Linked DNA regions of Mus musculus: region 1 is linked to region 2. The links are chromatin contacts, called in public targeted proximity ligation maps. All regions are on one chromosome and are shown on one strand. The core of a region is the stretch at or near the end of the contact, and the rest is flanking DNA. Distances in the headings are between cores, read along the strand shown.

Region 1 (7,045 bases), core at 211-2,710, 130 kb after region 2:
ACGAGGGGATGGACCGGCCAACACGGAGAAAGGAGCCACAAAATCAGTGCAGCGTTACTGGCTGTGAGACAAACAACTAGGAAAGCAAGAGGAAAATATCTACTCGATTCATGGTGTGTGTGCGATGCTCTAGCTATATGGTCATCAAAATGGAAAACCACTAACTGGAAGATAAATGGCAAAGACATCTGGTCATGGGAGGCATGACCAGAACTGGCAAAAGCCTAGCAAAACTTAGCAAAGACATCAAATTTTATTTAGCTCATGTAGGCAAGACCAATAAAACCTCTGAAAACAATGAAATAGTGAACAAATTCAGAATAAGTCAGTAAGAACAATAGATTAAGCATTCGAAAAACTTGAAAACCCTTAACACTAAAAAATGGAGAACCAAATTACACCAGAGACTACTGCAAGGAACCCACAGCCAGGCAGTGACTCATCATCTTTTCTTCTTTTTTAAGATTTATTTAGTTATTTTATGCATGTAAGTACACTGTTCCTGTCTTCAGACACACCAGAAGAAGGCATCAGATCCCATTATGGATGGGTGTGAGCCACCATGTGGTTGCTGGGAATTGAACTCAGGACTTCTAGAAGATCAGTCAGTGCTCTTAACCACTGAGCCATCTCTCAAGCCCAGTGACTCAAATCTTTAATTGCAGCACTCAGGAGGCACACACCTTTAATCCCAACACTTGGAAGGCAGGCACATAAGGATCACAATGATTTAAATTAAAAATCCACTTGTAAAAGGCAGCTTGAGAGCTGGGCGTGGTGGTGCACACCTTTAATCCCAGCACTCAGGAGGCAGAGGCAGGTGGATTTCTGAGTTCCAGGCCAGCCTGGTCTACAGAGTGAGCTCCAGGACAGCCAGGGTTACATAGAGAAACCCTGTCTCGAAAACAAAACAAAAAACTTAAAGCTGGCTGTGGATTTGAAGCACGGCTCTCTCCTTTAAACCCAGGAATGCTTGTTAAAGGAAAATCTAAAATCTCTGTCCCATATCAGAAGAACCACCTGATACGAGACAGAGGAAAACAAAAAAATAAAGGCCACTAATCTCATAACCTTTGTTTGACTTTTAACTTTTCTGGCCAGGCAGTGGTGGCACACACCTTTAATCCCAGCACTTGGGAGGCAGAGGCAGGCGGATTTCTGAGTTCCAGGCCAGCCTGGTCTACAGAGTGAGTTCCAGGATAGCCAGGGCTACACAGAGAAACCCTGTCTCGGAAAACAAAAAAGCAAGCTTTTCTGAAGGTATAAATATTATCTCAAAACCTGTAAGATTATTATGTAGTAGTTATACAGAACACTAATTCTGGAAATAAGTTTTGTAGCCTCCCTCAGCCTTGAAGCAGGCTGATCCAGACTTTGACCTTGCTGCCACTAAGGAGGAGATTACCTAGGGTCTACGCCTTCTGACCTGGATGGCTCTATTTGCTCTTCTCCAAGACTCTGCTTCCTGCAGAAAGGTCCGTGAGATGTTCCAGAGACACACCCTGTAGATCGCCTATGGGCTGGCTCCAGGCACCAAGAATGGGCTGGTGGGGGATGGGCCTACCCTCTTTATAAATACAGATTCAGTAAACTTCGAAGGCTTTGAACAGAAAGGTTTGTCTTGGCCTCATTCTTTTCTCACTGTCTGATCTCTTTCAGCCCCAGCCTGCCTTTCAGGGGAACCCAGTTCAAGTGGTTGCAGGCCGCTACAAATTTGATCTAGCTTCCTTTGTGTGCTTGCAGGTTGGAGTCTGAAACAGGTTAACTAGAAACAAAGTTTGTGTACTTAATAGATTGTGATGCGCAAGACATTCAAACTACTGAGTTCATAGGACACTGACATGAAGTTTTACATAATTTTTTAATACAAAATACTTAATCTTAAGACTCCCAAAAATAGCTGGGCGTGGTGGCGCACGCCTTTAATCCCAGCACTCGGGAGGCAGAGGCAGGCCGATTTCTGAGTTCCAGGCCAGCCTGGTCTACAGAGTGAGTTCCAGGACAGCCAGAGCTATACAGAGAAACTCTGTTTCGAAAAAACCAAAAAAAAAAAAAAAATAAAATAAAATAAAAAAGACTCCCAAATATAATCAAACTGAACTTTGTGAAATGCCTGGCAGAACTAGCTTCAGTACTATAAATAGTGTTACTGTGATAAAGTTAAATTCTTTCCTTTTTATTAGACAAAAAAGGGGGAAATGTTTCAGAATTATGCTCTGAACCCTGAGACTATTTACAGAAAACAAAACAAAACAAAACAAAACAACTGTCTAATTGTGGTGTGGCTTAGCCTTAGCACAAACCTATAATCCAAAAGCTTTCTGTTTATTGTAAACAAGATTAAATAAAGTTAACCATAGGTCAAGAGGTGAAGCAAGCAACCAAGTGATGTGACAGGGAGCGAAGCTAGGAAACTACCACAGAATAAGAAGTCAGGAGGATGGACCCAGGCACACAGGAAGGAGAAGGGAGGGACACTCACTTGGGGGAGGGGTTGCAACAGTGTGGAGATGGAGAGCTTTCCTTTTGGGATGTATATTCTCTCTCTCTCTCTCTCTCTCTCTCTGATCTCATCTAGCAGGCTTTCACTCCCAAGTCTGAATTGGTAAAATCAAACAATTTGTTAAAAACAACATACTGGGGACTGGAGAGATGGCTCACTGGTTAAGAGCACTGACTGTTCTTCCAGAGGTCCTGAGTTCAATTCCCAGCAACCACATGGTGGCTCACAACCATCTGCAATGGGATCCGATGCCCTCTCTTCTGGTGTGTCTGAAGAGAGTAACAGTGTATTCCCATATATAAAATAAATAAATCTTAAAACAAACAAAGAAACAGAAAACCCACCCACCATACTATTCTAGGTGCTGAGGACATAAAAGTGAGCCAAACCAAAGAACCTTCTGAGGCTCACGTTTGCAGGTGCAGCACCGCACTTCCTCTCACTGCCTTCCTGCTCAGTTCAGCTTGGAGATACCTTGCCTGTGGCTGTGGTGACCAGCTTCCCGAGTTAGCACTTGAAAAGTGGACACAGGAGGAACAAGAATTCAATGCCAGCCTTGGTTACATAGTTTAAAGCCAGCCTGGGCTATAGAAGACCCTGTTTCAAAAAAAAAAGCAAAAGCCAGGTATCACACAGTGGCTTACAATTGTACTGTAAGCACTTGGGGAGCTGAGCAAAGAAAATCACGAATCATGTGTTCTAAGCAAACTGGGTCAACAGAGTAATAAAAAGCCTTTACCACCCCTCTCCCCTGGAAGGACTTGTGGACACATCAGTTTACTTTCTCTACTGCTTTGTAAATTCCTTTATCCACATGTTGCAAACAAGGTTCTTGGAAAGTTCCAGAAAGTTTTCCCAGGCAGCTTCATATGCATATCCATTAGTTCAGCAAAGCTGACGCCAGTGAGCTTGTCTTGTTTCTGTGTCTATGATTTTTACTCATCTTTTCTTTGGGGTAGAACTTTACTTCTATGAAAGCTGAATACCCTGGAGCTGTCAAACCTCTGGGTCCCCAAACAAGAAACCAGCAGAGGCTTTGCTCTGACAAGGTTCCATATACCATGACAGTACCAGGACACACTGCTACCTCCTCAGTCCCATTCTCTCCCTCTGCCACCACCTGTGATGCCCTGACCCAGTTTGCTTCAACTCACCATCCCAGATAGGTAGTTTGGGCACAGGATACCCCAAGACTCATGATGAAGGAGTCCTTCATCTGTGAAGGCGGAAGGCCCCAGGTTGATCAAGGAGGCCCAGAAGCATGCAAGTCCAAGGAGGATATGGCTGCCCAGGAAGTAACACTGGAATGTAACTGACTGAAGGAAGTACATGAGTGAGGCCTGTCTTAAGAGTGAAGACCATTTAGGTAAACAGAGGCACATAGTGCACTCCTCTACAGACTTCTGATGAAGAAAAAGGATATGACCAAACGAGTAAAAGTGGGCACTACGGACAAGGGAAATCACATGCTTGCTTGCCTCCATACTGAAAGCTTACCTCTTCTTTGCAAGCCCCATGCCAGGTCTATGGTTGCCTATTAGCTGGTTTACTTATCCCAGCACCAAAAGCATATTAATGAAGCATTTCTAACTTTATGGGACAAGGGTCTAAGCACTCCCCGGCAACAACCAATCCTTCATTCACAAGTTGCTTATCCTGAGATGCTGTAATCTGAATTCAACATTACAAGGGGAGGATCCAGCCTTAGCCTCCCCGAGGGCACTGCAGTCTTCATTTCCCCATAATGGTACAGGACTGTAAGTTAGCAGAAACACCCTGGAGCTGTGGACATGCCTCAGTGTTTAAAAGTACACAGGAGTTTGATTGTCAGTATGCACACTGGGAATAAAGGCATGCACCACTACCACCCGGTTATAAATCTTTTAAAAAGCTTATAAAATAAAACTAAATTAAAGAGCTGGACAGGAGCCGGGCGTGGTGGCACACACCTTTAATCCCAGCACTTGGGAGGCAGAGGCAGGCGAGTTTCTGAGTTGTTCTGGAACTACAGAGTGAGTTCCAGGACAGCCAAGGTGATACAGAGAAACCCTGTCTCAAAAAAACAAAAACAAAAACAAACAGAGCTGGACAGGGTAGCGAATGCCTTTAATCCTAGCACCTAGGCAGAGGCAGGGAGGTCTCAAGTGGACTGAAGCCAGCTCTGTCTACATCATGAGTTTCAGGACAGTTAAAGCTACATAGTGAGATCCTGTCTCAAAACACCAAAAAAAATTAAAAACAATAAAAATGTGTTTGTTTGGTTTAGTTTAATTGGGGAGGGGAAATATGTGAGCCATGGACACGTGGAGGTCAGAGGGTACTTTCAGTAGCCTGCTTCTCTCCTTCTCATTTTGGGGACTGAAGCCAAGTCGTCAGTTTGGCAGCACATATCTTCACCTGATGAGCCGATATCTCCCCGCTCCCCATGTACAGCTTACGGAAGGAGCTTTTTTGGGTTCTGATTTGTAAAGATTGGTTCTCACTCTGTAACCTAGGCTACTTCCAACCTGTGGCAAACCTGTCTCAGACTTTCAAGTGTTAGAAACCACGTTATGCTTTGTTTATAAGGTATTTAATAAGGATCAAATGAATTATATTCAAGAGTTTCTCAGTCAGTAGGCTAGGTTATAACCACAAACAGCAGCTGTCAATGGAAGTTCACTTGTATTATTGAGAATCCTTTTGATGTTCATCACTTGCCCATGGTCCCCACACCTGTTTAATCTTGGGCCCCTCTGTCACCAGAGTGACGGAAGCTCTTCCAGAGCTCCAGCCTCATGGTCTGAGCTGAGCACCAAGCGTTGGAAGGCCTAGCAAAACTTAATGACCACTGCCAGAGATGCCCCACTTAGAGGCCAGCTTCCTCAGCATTCAAACCCCTGTCCTTGGCCTTCTCTTGAAGGCCTAAACACCCAGCACCTCTATCTGGGCTCTGGCTGTGATCCAGGGACTCAGCTTTCCTCACCGGCCCCTCCTAGCAGGGCTCACCTGAAGAGGGGTTTTGTGGCTGGGGCAGGCCCTCTGCTGCTCTGCTGTCCTTAGAAGAGTCCTTACAGTCAGTGGTCCTGAGCTGAGTGTGGGAGAAGAGCTGGAGGACGAAGCCAGGAGGGAAGCTGCCATCAGTGAAGTGTCGGACTTCAGCTGGTGCTGCGAATGTCTCTGTGGGTGACTCAGGAGACGGGGGGTCTGGAAGAAGGCCACACAGAAGTGTGTATGAGTAGAAGAGGACAGATCCCAAAGGCTCAAGCCCTAAGCTTCAGCCGAGCTCATGCAGAAGTTCTCTGGTGTCCACTTCCTCATGGACTTCATGCTCCAGTGTTACAGCCAGGCTCAGCAGCCCTAAGTCCCCTCACCTGGGTCAGGGTCCAAGATTTTGGTCATATGCCTGCTTCTCTTCTTTCTAGCAGGTTCATTCTCAGGGGACTCTTTCCATCTCTGACCACGGGGCTTTTTATTCCCTTGCTCTATGACAGGGGTAACTGCAAAAGAAAACAACTTTAGTACTTTCAGGCCACTCACTCTTTACCCGAGGTTTACTCTTTAACCTCAGGTTCCTGATAACACCTGCCCACCCCAGCCCCTTAGCACAGGATGTCCCACTAAACCAAAGCTTCCCTGTTGACTGACCGGGCAGCTCAAGGGGGCGGAGTCCTCTGGGCCGGAGCCTCTTAGGAAGGGATGGGTTGTCCTCGGAATCCAAGAGGACCACTATCTCTGCTGGCATCCTGACAGGATCCGGGTTGGAGATGGGGTCTGGCTGGCCATCCTGGCCTGACTCTGAGGGGGCAAAAGCCCACTGAGCTCGAGGGCCCCCACAGGCCCCACTTCTCCCTCAGCCCTCACCCTTACTACCTAGGCTGGGCAGGGATGGCTGGTCAGCTTGGATGTCTTGCAGAAGGGCAACCCCTTCACTCCAGGCTTCTAAGATGTTGCTCTTCTCAGAGGGGCTCAGGTCCAGGGTGTGAGGATGCTGCTCCAGGATGTGTGCGCGAGCAGTGTCTGCTGATGGGGACCGGATCTCAGCCCCACACACCATGCACAGCGCCCGTCCACTGCCTCCTGGGCTGTTCCCCACCAGGAACTCCTGCTCCCATGACACTTGCTGCTTGAGCTCCTCACAGCCTTCAACACCTGCTTCCAGCAGGTTAGGCCGAGGTGGCGGCGTCTTTTCCTGTTGGGTTACTGCAGAAAGGGGAATGTGCTGTGAAGATGCCAGGGCTGATGATGCTGTGTGGGATGGGTGATTCTTGTGCAATGTTCCATCCCCCCATCAGATCCTAGCCAACCAGCATGAGGCACACAGGGTGCCTGATACTGCACGTATCCCTTTACTTCTCATCTAGTCATGGTCCCACCCCCAGCTTCTAGAGCTGAAAGGCATCATATGCCTGCCTTTGATCATCTGGCAGGTATCATTCCTGTGAGGCTTCTTCTAGGTTTCCTCACCTAAGAGTCAACTCTGCCCACATCCGATTTGTAGGCCACAGTGTACATACTTCAGTCTCAAGTAGTCTAGCCTTAAATTTACTATGTAGTGAAGGT
Region 2 (7,057 bases), core at 3,662-6,161:
AGCTCCAAAGCGTAACTTCAGCCTGGATGTTCAAAGGAACAGCACTGCCAAACTTGTATTTCAGCATCAGAAGGTAAAAGAATTAGACTCTCTGACAGGCAAAATGCCAGCACCAGATACTTCCCACCACTGTGCTAGGAGCCAGGCTAGCTCTCATTTCTCACCTCTCCTGAGAAATGCACGTACAGGTTTTTTTTTTTTTTTGGTTTTGTTTTTTGTTTTTTCGGGGTAAGGTTTCTCTGTGTAACCCTGGTTATCCTGGAACTCACTCTGTAGACCAGGCTGGCCTCGAACTCAGAAATCTGCCTGGCTCACATACAGGTTTTTGTTGGTCTTTGTGGTGCTGGGGATGGAACTCAGGGTCTTGTGCATGACAGGCCAGTGGTCTAACATTCAACTATACCCCCAGCCTGAGGCTGTTTTCACGGAGGTGCAAATGGGAACAGAAGTAGCCCCTCCAACTGGTTTTCCGGGATTTATTTTCCCTCTGGAATATAGGCTTCAACACCACGCTGAAATCCATTAACAAAGTACTTTCACAGGAATACATGGGTCAAGGCTCAGGGTAGAAGCCATCACTTACCTTTATACATTAAGAAACTGAGGCCCAAGGGAGCATGACTCATGCATGGTTCCCCAGGGAGTGAGTGGCCAAATGGAGACATGAGGGGCCAGGCCACAGATGCAGCCTTTGTCTAGACTTCAGCTCAGTCACCAAAGACCTCATATCCTGCAGAGATAAAGCTAGGGGCTTCGAGCACTCTCAGGCAACCACTTAGCAACTAATTTCTTTTTTTTCTTTCTTTTTTTTTGGTTTTTCGGGACAGGATTTCTCTGTGTAGCCCTGGCTGTCCTGGAACTCACTTTGTAGACCAGGCTGGCCTCCAACTCAGAAATCCGCCTGCCTCTGCCTCCCAAGAGCTGGGATTAGAGGCGTGCGCCACTACCGCCCGGAGCAACTAATTTCTTGATGCCCATTTACCTGGGAACCAATTCCCAACAGTGCCACCTCTTACACCACCTCCATGCTAAGGTGGAGGCAGGGAAAAGAGAAACAGTAGCTGAAGTCTCCAGAGCTGCACCATGGAGCATCAGGAACATGAGTATTCCATCAACCAGATAAGGCCATGCCCACCTGCCACCCCTAAATGACCATTTGAACATCTCCAGGGAAACTGGGATGCTAACATATCTTCACATTCAAAGGAGATGTAAGTTCCCTTCTCCACCCTACCAAGCCAACAGAGTGTAGGACTGTTGGACTGCCACAAAACACATTGTGGGACAAGATTAAAGGTGCTGGAAACCAAGTGTGACTCCCAGGACCCCAAAAGCACAAAACCTGGGTTCTTCCACAACATTTAATTTCTCAACACAGGAACATGGTTTCTGAGACTTATGCAGACTGAGTGGCAAACCAGGCAACCCTCAAGGCCACTACCAAGGAGATTGAGATAATGGACAACACCCCTTAAGCACTTGGCAGCCAGCACAGAGTGAGGGGTAGAGGCAGGCTGGGCCACACAGGCAGGGGCCCTCCTGCAACTCCAGCAAACACCAGTTAGAGTGGTCTCCCACTGTTCCAATTAGCTTCGCTGAAGCCTTGTGGAGGTAAGGCTGTCCTGCAGGGACGCAGGAAAACTTGTCTAATTAAAATGGGAAATAAGCACAGTGAACAGTAAAGCTCATTGTGGTTAAGTGTCGTTCCCAAGGGAGCTTTATATAATAAAAAGAGTGTGGGCTTTTGAGTCAAGAGACCTGGATTTGATTCTCAGCTCTTTCACTTAATAGCTATGGCTTTAGGCATGTTACTTAAAGCCCCTTTGGCAAGTTGTTCAGTTTGTCAGAACCTCAGTTTCCTCAACCATAGAATGGACCTAATAATTCCTACAGCAATAATCAAAGGGCTGTTGTACAGATAAAATGGTATTATGCATTGGATTTAAACTCTTTTTAGCTGTACATGTGCTAGGACCAAAGCATATTCATAGCTACTATGTTACACTGAGCTTCATTTCCAGCTTTAGAGATGGTCTCTGTTTACAGGAACCCACTAGTGTCAGACACTCTGCCCGTGCATTCTTTTTTGGGGGTGGGGGGCACAGGATCTCCTATAGCTCAGGTTGGCTCCTAACTTGTTATATGGCTAAGGATGACCTTGAACTTCTGTTCCTCCTGCCTCTTCTTCCTGAGTGCTAGGATTACAGGCTTGAATTACTTTACCCAGTCTACGAGGTGCTAGGAATCAAACCCAGGACCTCAGGCATGCCAGGCAGGCACTCTATAGAACAGCTATATCCCTAGCCCTCTGCCTCTGCTTTTCTAAAAAGAATGTGTTGTAGACAGCTCAGCTGTGAGAACCAACTACTAATTCAAGTCCTAGAGTTCTGACAGGTCTTCCCAGCCTCAGCTGGACTCAGCTCCACCAGGCAGGAGTAGGTTTACTTTACTTACCAGTGTGTGCACAAACAGGAGGCTCAGATTCAAATTCAGGCTTGAACCCCTTACTAGTCTAGGAGTCACAAAGAGAAATAAAAAGACAACCCACAAACAAACTCCACCAGTGGCTGCTTCCAGAAGAGATTTGACATCACTTAGGCCTCCGTGTCAATGCTTCCACCCAACTGGTTCTGGCAAGGGGAGAGATATATCCTCTAACTCAAACCCAACAGTAGTAGAACCCGGGAGAGGTGTTGTTCCACTTGCTCCCACTATCACTCAGCCTGGGGTTTAGAAGCAGGGTACTTCCTAGGGGAATGGGTGGCAACTACTAGGAACAACTGCTTCAAGTTATGCAGGTGGGGCATGGAGGCTGGGGTGGGGACTGATGAGAGTAATGGGAGTATTCCAGATCTGATCCAATGAAGGTAATTCAAGTCTCTGCTGCTTTGAGTTTTAGGCCAGGAGACACTCTGATGGGAGTTGTGAGAAACATCTCCACAGTATGAGCAATAGATGGGGACTCAAAGGAAGCCCAGTGTATCTGGGCCCCATGACTTCAGTGCCACCAATGAATAAGTACAGAACCTGAGGCATGTCACCCTCTTAGGGCTTTGTCTGCAGTGGCTGATTCTGGGCAAAGAGTTAATGAGTAATACTAGAAACTTGATTTCATTTAGCTTCAACAACAGCAGGGGCCTGCAACTGCTCACTAAAATTGAAGTTAAATATGCCAAAGTCTCTCAGCCTTGATTTTCTTCATATTGAATAAAAATTACTGTCTGAACTATGACAAATGCTTTGGAAGGTTTTGAGGTTTTTGTGAAGACTGAACTCAGGGCCTCACATATGTTAAGCATACACTCTACTACGGAGCTATGTAACCCCAGGCCCCTCAAGTTTTGTTTTGACATTGATCCCAAAATAAGTGTTTTGTCACAAGCTAGACTACTTTTGTCTAATAAGCTGATTTGTTTGTGAGAGAGGGAAAAAAAAAAATCTAGGTTAGTGACAGTAGGGACAAACCCAAAGGAATAAAAATAGCACCAATCTATTTTAGATCACTGAAGTGAGGCTGAGAATATAAGCAAAATAGCAGCTACTGCTTAAAGGCACCTAGTGGGCTATTTACATCCATTTTCTCATTTAATCTTCATCACTATCCTAAGAGGAGGTCACGTGCATCGCACAAATAGGAATAAAACCAAGCCAGGCCTCATCACCTGCAGGGTCATGCCACTAGCCGTTAAAGATGGGGCTGCCACTGAGGCACATCTAGTTTCAAAGTCAGGACTCGCTAAAAGTGTTGCAAATTCCACACGAACCCTATGATCAGAGAGTTACATTTTTAGGAGGGTGCTTTTGCCCAACCCTAGATCTGCATATCCCAGGAAAGGCCATGGAAATGCATCTTCTTGCTGTCAGACCATAACAGGTGGTTACTATACATCCAGGCTGGGACTATAACCAGCCCATCCCCCCTACTCATCTGTACACCTCCACCCCCTCTTCCATTGCAAGCCACCTGCAGTAACAAGACTAAGAACAATCCAACTTCTAAGATCCATTTTACTGCAGCCAGAAGCTGAACGGGCATGCCTGTGTGGTAAGGAAGACTACGTTTCATCTGAAGCAGGAAGAAGCTGGTAGCAGACGGTTCAAAAGTGTAGGGGAACTGGCTGGGCAGAGACTTGAGCAGTGGGAAGCAGATTCCATCGAGACTCCGGAGTCACCGGATGGGGTCCAGCGCCCAAGCCATATCAATGTGACCTTGGCCATACGCCTTCTTGCCTCCCTGCCTCAGTTCCCTACAAGTTCGGGTAGCAGGAAACCGCTAGGACCGTGACAGCCAGATGATGGGTGTCTTCAAGGAGCAAGGGGCTAATATCAGGGACGCAGCAGGGGCTCGGGAGTGGGGAGGCCTTCTAGGGGGTCAGAGAGGCAGGAAGGGGCACGAAGAGAACGGAGTGGGGGGCGGGGGGGAGAAGAGGGCTCCCAGAGAATTTCTGGGCTAGGCTCAACGCCGGGACCTTTACAACGAGGCGTGGGGAACTCTTGTCAAGTGGGGGCCGGGGGTCACGTGAGACTGTAAGGGGTCAGGGTCACGTGAGGGGGTTCACGAAACAATGAGGACGCAGAGGGTGAACGGCAGCTGTGGACTTCCCATTACTTCTCCAGCCTCACTTACCCCCATGGTGGCGGCGGCGGCGACGGCGGCGGCCCTCGGCTCCCCTCTCGCACTTGCCCGTAGGGAGGTGGCAACGGCGGAACCCGAGCGACAGCGAAGCGGCCGGCCGCGCACTACGCATGCGTCTCACAAATCCCCCGCGCGTCCTAGAGGGCCCCGCGCCGGCGCAGAACCGGACCAGAGTGGGCGGCGAGCGCGAAGGCGCGCAGGTGGAACGGTTGCCGTGCGCGCGGAAGGCCTGAGAACAGAAAGGCGGGAGGCGCGGCAGAGCGTCGCGCTAGGAATGACGCGCACGCGCCGGCCCCGCCCCCTCGACGGTCCGCGTCTGTAACTATGGCAACGACCACGCGGAGCGGAAGGGCGCGCGCCGGCCTGGAGCAAGCTAGCCTCGGAGCCACTTGGTGGGCGGTGGTGCGGGCTGCCTTCGCTGAGGCGCGCAGGCACAGCCAAAAGTCTGGAAGCATTCTGACTTCTAGAAGCTGACCCTTGGCATGCCTTTTCTAACAAGTCCTGTTATACCCATTCATCCTTCTCAACATTCGTTCACACGGCATTAACATGCACATACATTGTGCTGAACCCAGAGGATACAGAAGTTTGTGTCCTAAAGGAGCTTGTAACTCCTGTGTAACTAAAGACCTCAGGTGTTCTGGGTCCTATTTTTTTCAGTTTGAGCAGACATCTGGGTAGTGTGACCTCCACATGACCTGCATGGGAATCACCTAGGGAGATAGAGCAGTTTGCAAACCCTTGGGACTAACCCTGAAATCTGGGGTGGAGGCGGGAATCAAAATCTTAGCTTTCTTGGTTTTTTTTTGTTTGGTTGGTTGGTTTTTGTTGTTGTTGTTGTTTTTGTTTTGCTTGGTTTGGCTTAGGTTGGCCTCCTTGACCCTGCCAGCCCTGTACTGAGGGTCAAATTCATGGTTTCACACATGATAGAGTTCTGTCATTGAGCTACAACCCCTACTCCAGAGTCTCTATTAGCGCGGGCACACACACACACAAAATTAGAACGCCCTGGCTCCAGTCTTAAATTTAAAATTTTCAGATTTTAATCATTATCCTACGTTTATTGCTCAGAGAAGTTGTAGCCCTGGCAACGTGCAGCGAGTGCCTACTGCAGTGGTAGGCACTGTTTCAGGCAGCAAAGAAAACAATACCAAGCTGAGTGTGGTGGCTCCTACCTGTGATCCAAGTACTATGGAAGCAGAGGTTGGAGGACCATGGGGCTTGAGAGACAGCTCAGAGGTTAAGAGCAATGGCTACCCATCTAAAAGAACCAGGTTCCTAGGACTCATGGCAGCTTAGAACTATATATAACTCCAGGTACAAGGGATCTAACACAGTCACACAGACACAGTCAGGCGATCCCAGCATTTGGGAGGCAGAGGCAAGTGGATCTCATTAGTTTGAGGCCAGCTTGGTCTATAGACCAAGTTCCAGGACAGCCAGGGCTACGCAGAGAAATCCTAGCTTGAAAGACCTAAATAAATAAAATCTCAAAAAATTTAAAAAAGAAAAGAGAGAGAGAGAGAAGGAAAGAAATAGTATCAAACAGGAAAAAGATCTGCTGGTATTTTCTAGAAAGGAGATAATAAGCCAGTTAAATAAATAATAAAAGAATAGTATGTGCCCTGGGTACCATGAAGGAAAAGAAAGCCTGTCAGGAAAGGATTTATAATTGTATCTAGGATGCTTGGGGAAGATAACACGAGGTGGTGGTAGTTGAGCCAAGATCTTTAGGGAGTCAGAGAGCAAGTCATGAAGCTACCTGGGAGCAGGGCAGGGCATTCCAGGAGGGGGGGTGGTGTCAAACAGTCCCTGACTTTCCCTGCAGGTGGGAATGCTGTTAGTTGGCACTCCTAGCATTAAGTACAGTGTGGCCAGGGCAAATGGGACCTGCAGGAGCAGGATATGAAGTGGACTCAGGCAGGTAAGAAGCGTTTCTTTTGCAGCTCATAGACTTGCAGAGACTTGGGGATTTAGACCACTGCTGGAAACTGAGTGGAGGGGCCACCAGCTGGTTTAGGTGTTCTGAGGCCCACTGGGCTGCTGATTCGACAAGGAGATATATAGTAGAGGTAAGGTTACAGGAAGAGGAGTCAGGCAAAGAGTGAGATGCCACAGGCAGGTGGTTGCTGGGAATTGAACTCATGACCTTTGGAAGAGCAGCCAGCACTCTTAACTGCTGAGCCATCTCTCCGGCCGCTTGTTTGTTTTTCAACACGGTTTTTCTGTGTAGCCCTGGCACTTGCCTCCTGAGCTGGAATCAAAGGCGTGTGCCACCATCACCTGGCTAGGAAGTCTTCCTTTTAATGTTGTATAAATCCACCAGCCAGAATGTAAGAAAATTGATGAATCTGCAGTTGGCTCCTTATCTGGAAGTCAGAAAATGTATTGCTGAAGGTCACTTCCTAACACTCTGGAGAC

Evidence for each region.
Region 1: a contact with region 2 is called in a targeted proximity ligation map of embryonic stem cells, with 8 read pairs. A contact is called at or near these places in 5 of 39 promoter capture datasets (Sertoli cells, cranial neural crest, embryonic stem cells and 2 more), 13 of 484 Hi-C or Micro-C datasets (the C3H10T1/2 cell line, the G1E-ER4 cell line, the Patski cell line and 9 more), 17 of 130 datasets of targeted methods (the 230-238 cell line, the HPC-7 cell line, the NIH/3T3 cell line and 13 more) and 4 of 9 other capture datasets (adipose tissue, liver, macrophages and 1 more).

Annotation. Positions count from the first base shown.
Region 1 is chr19:7,368,166-7,375,210 of GRCm38.p6, forward strand. It overlaps Spindoc (spindlin interactor and repressor of chromatin binding), which reads right to left. Exons shown (of 6, transcript NM_001033139.3): 2 at 6,356-6,685; 3 at 6,131-6,280; 4 at 5,857-5,982; 5 at 5,492-5,689. Among named protein-coding and RNA genes, the nearest start is that of 1700105P06Rik, 11 kb to the right of the region's middle.
Region 2 is chr19:7,236,311-7,243,367 of GRCm38.p6, forward strand. It overlaps Naa40 (N(alpha)-acetyltransferase 40, NatD catalytic subunit), which reads right to left and starts at 4,912. Exons shown (of 8, transcript NM_027643.1): 1 at 4,628-4,912. The coding sequence starts at 4,633.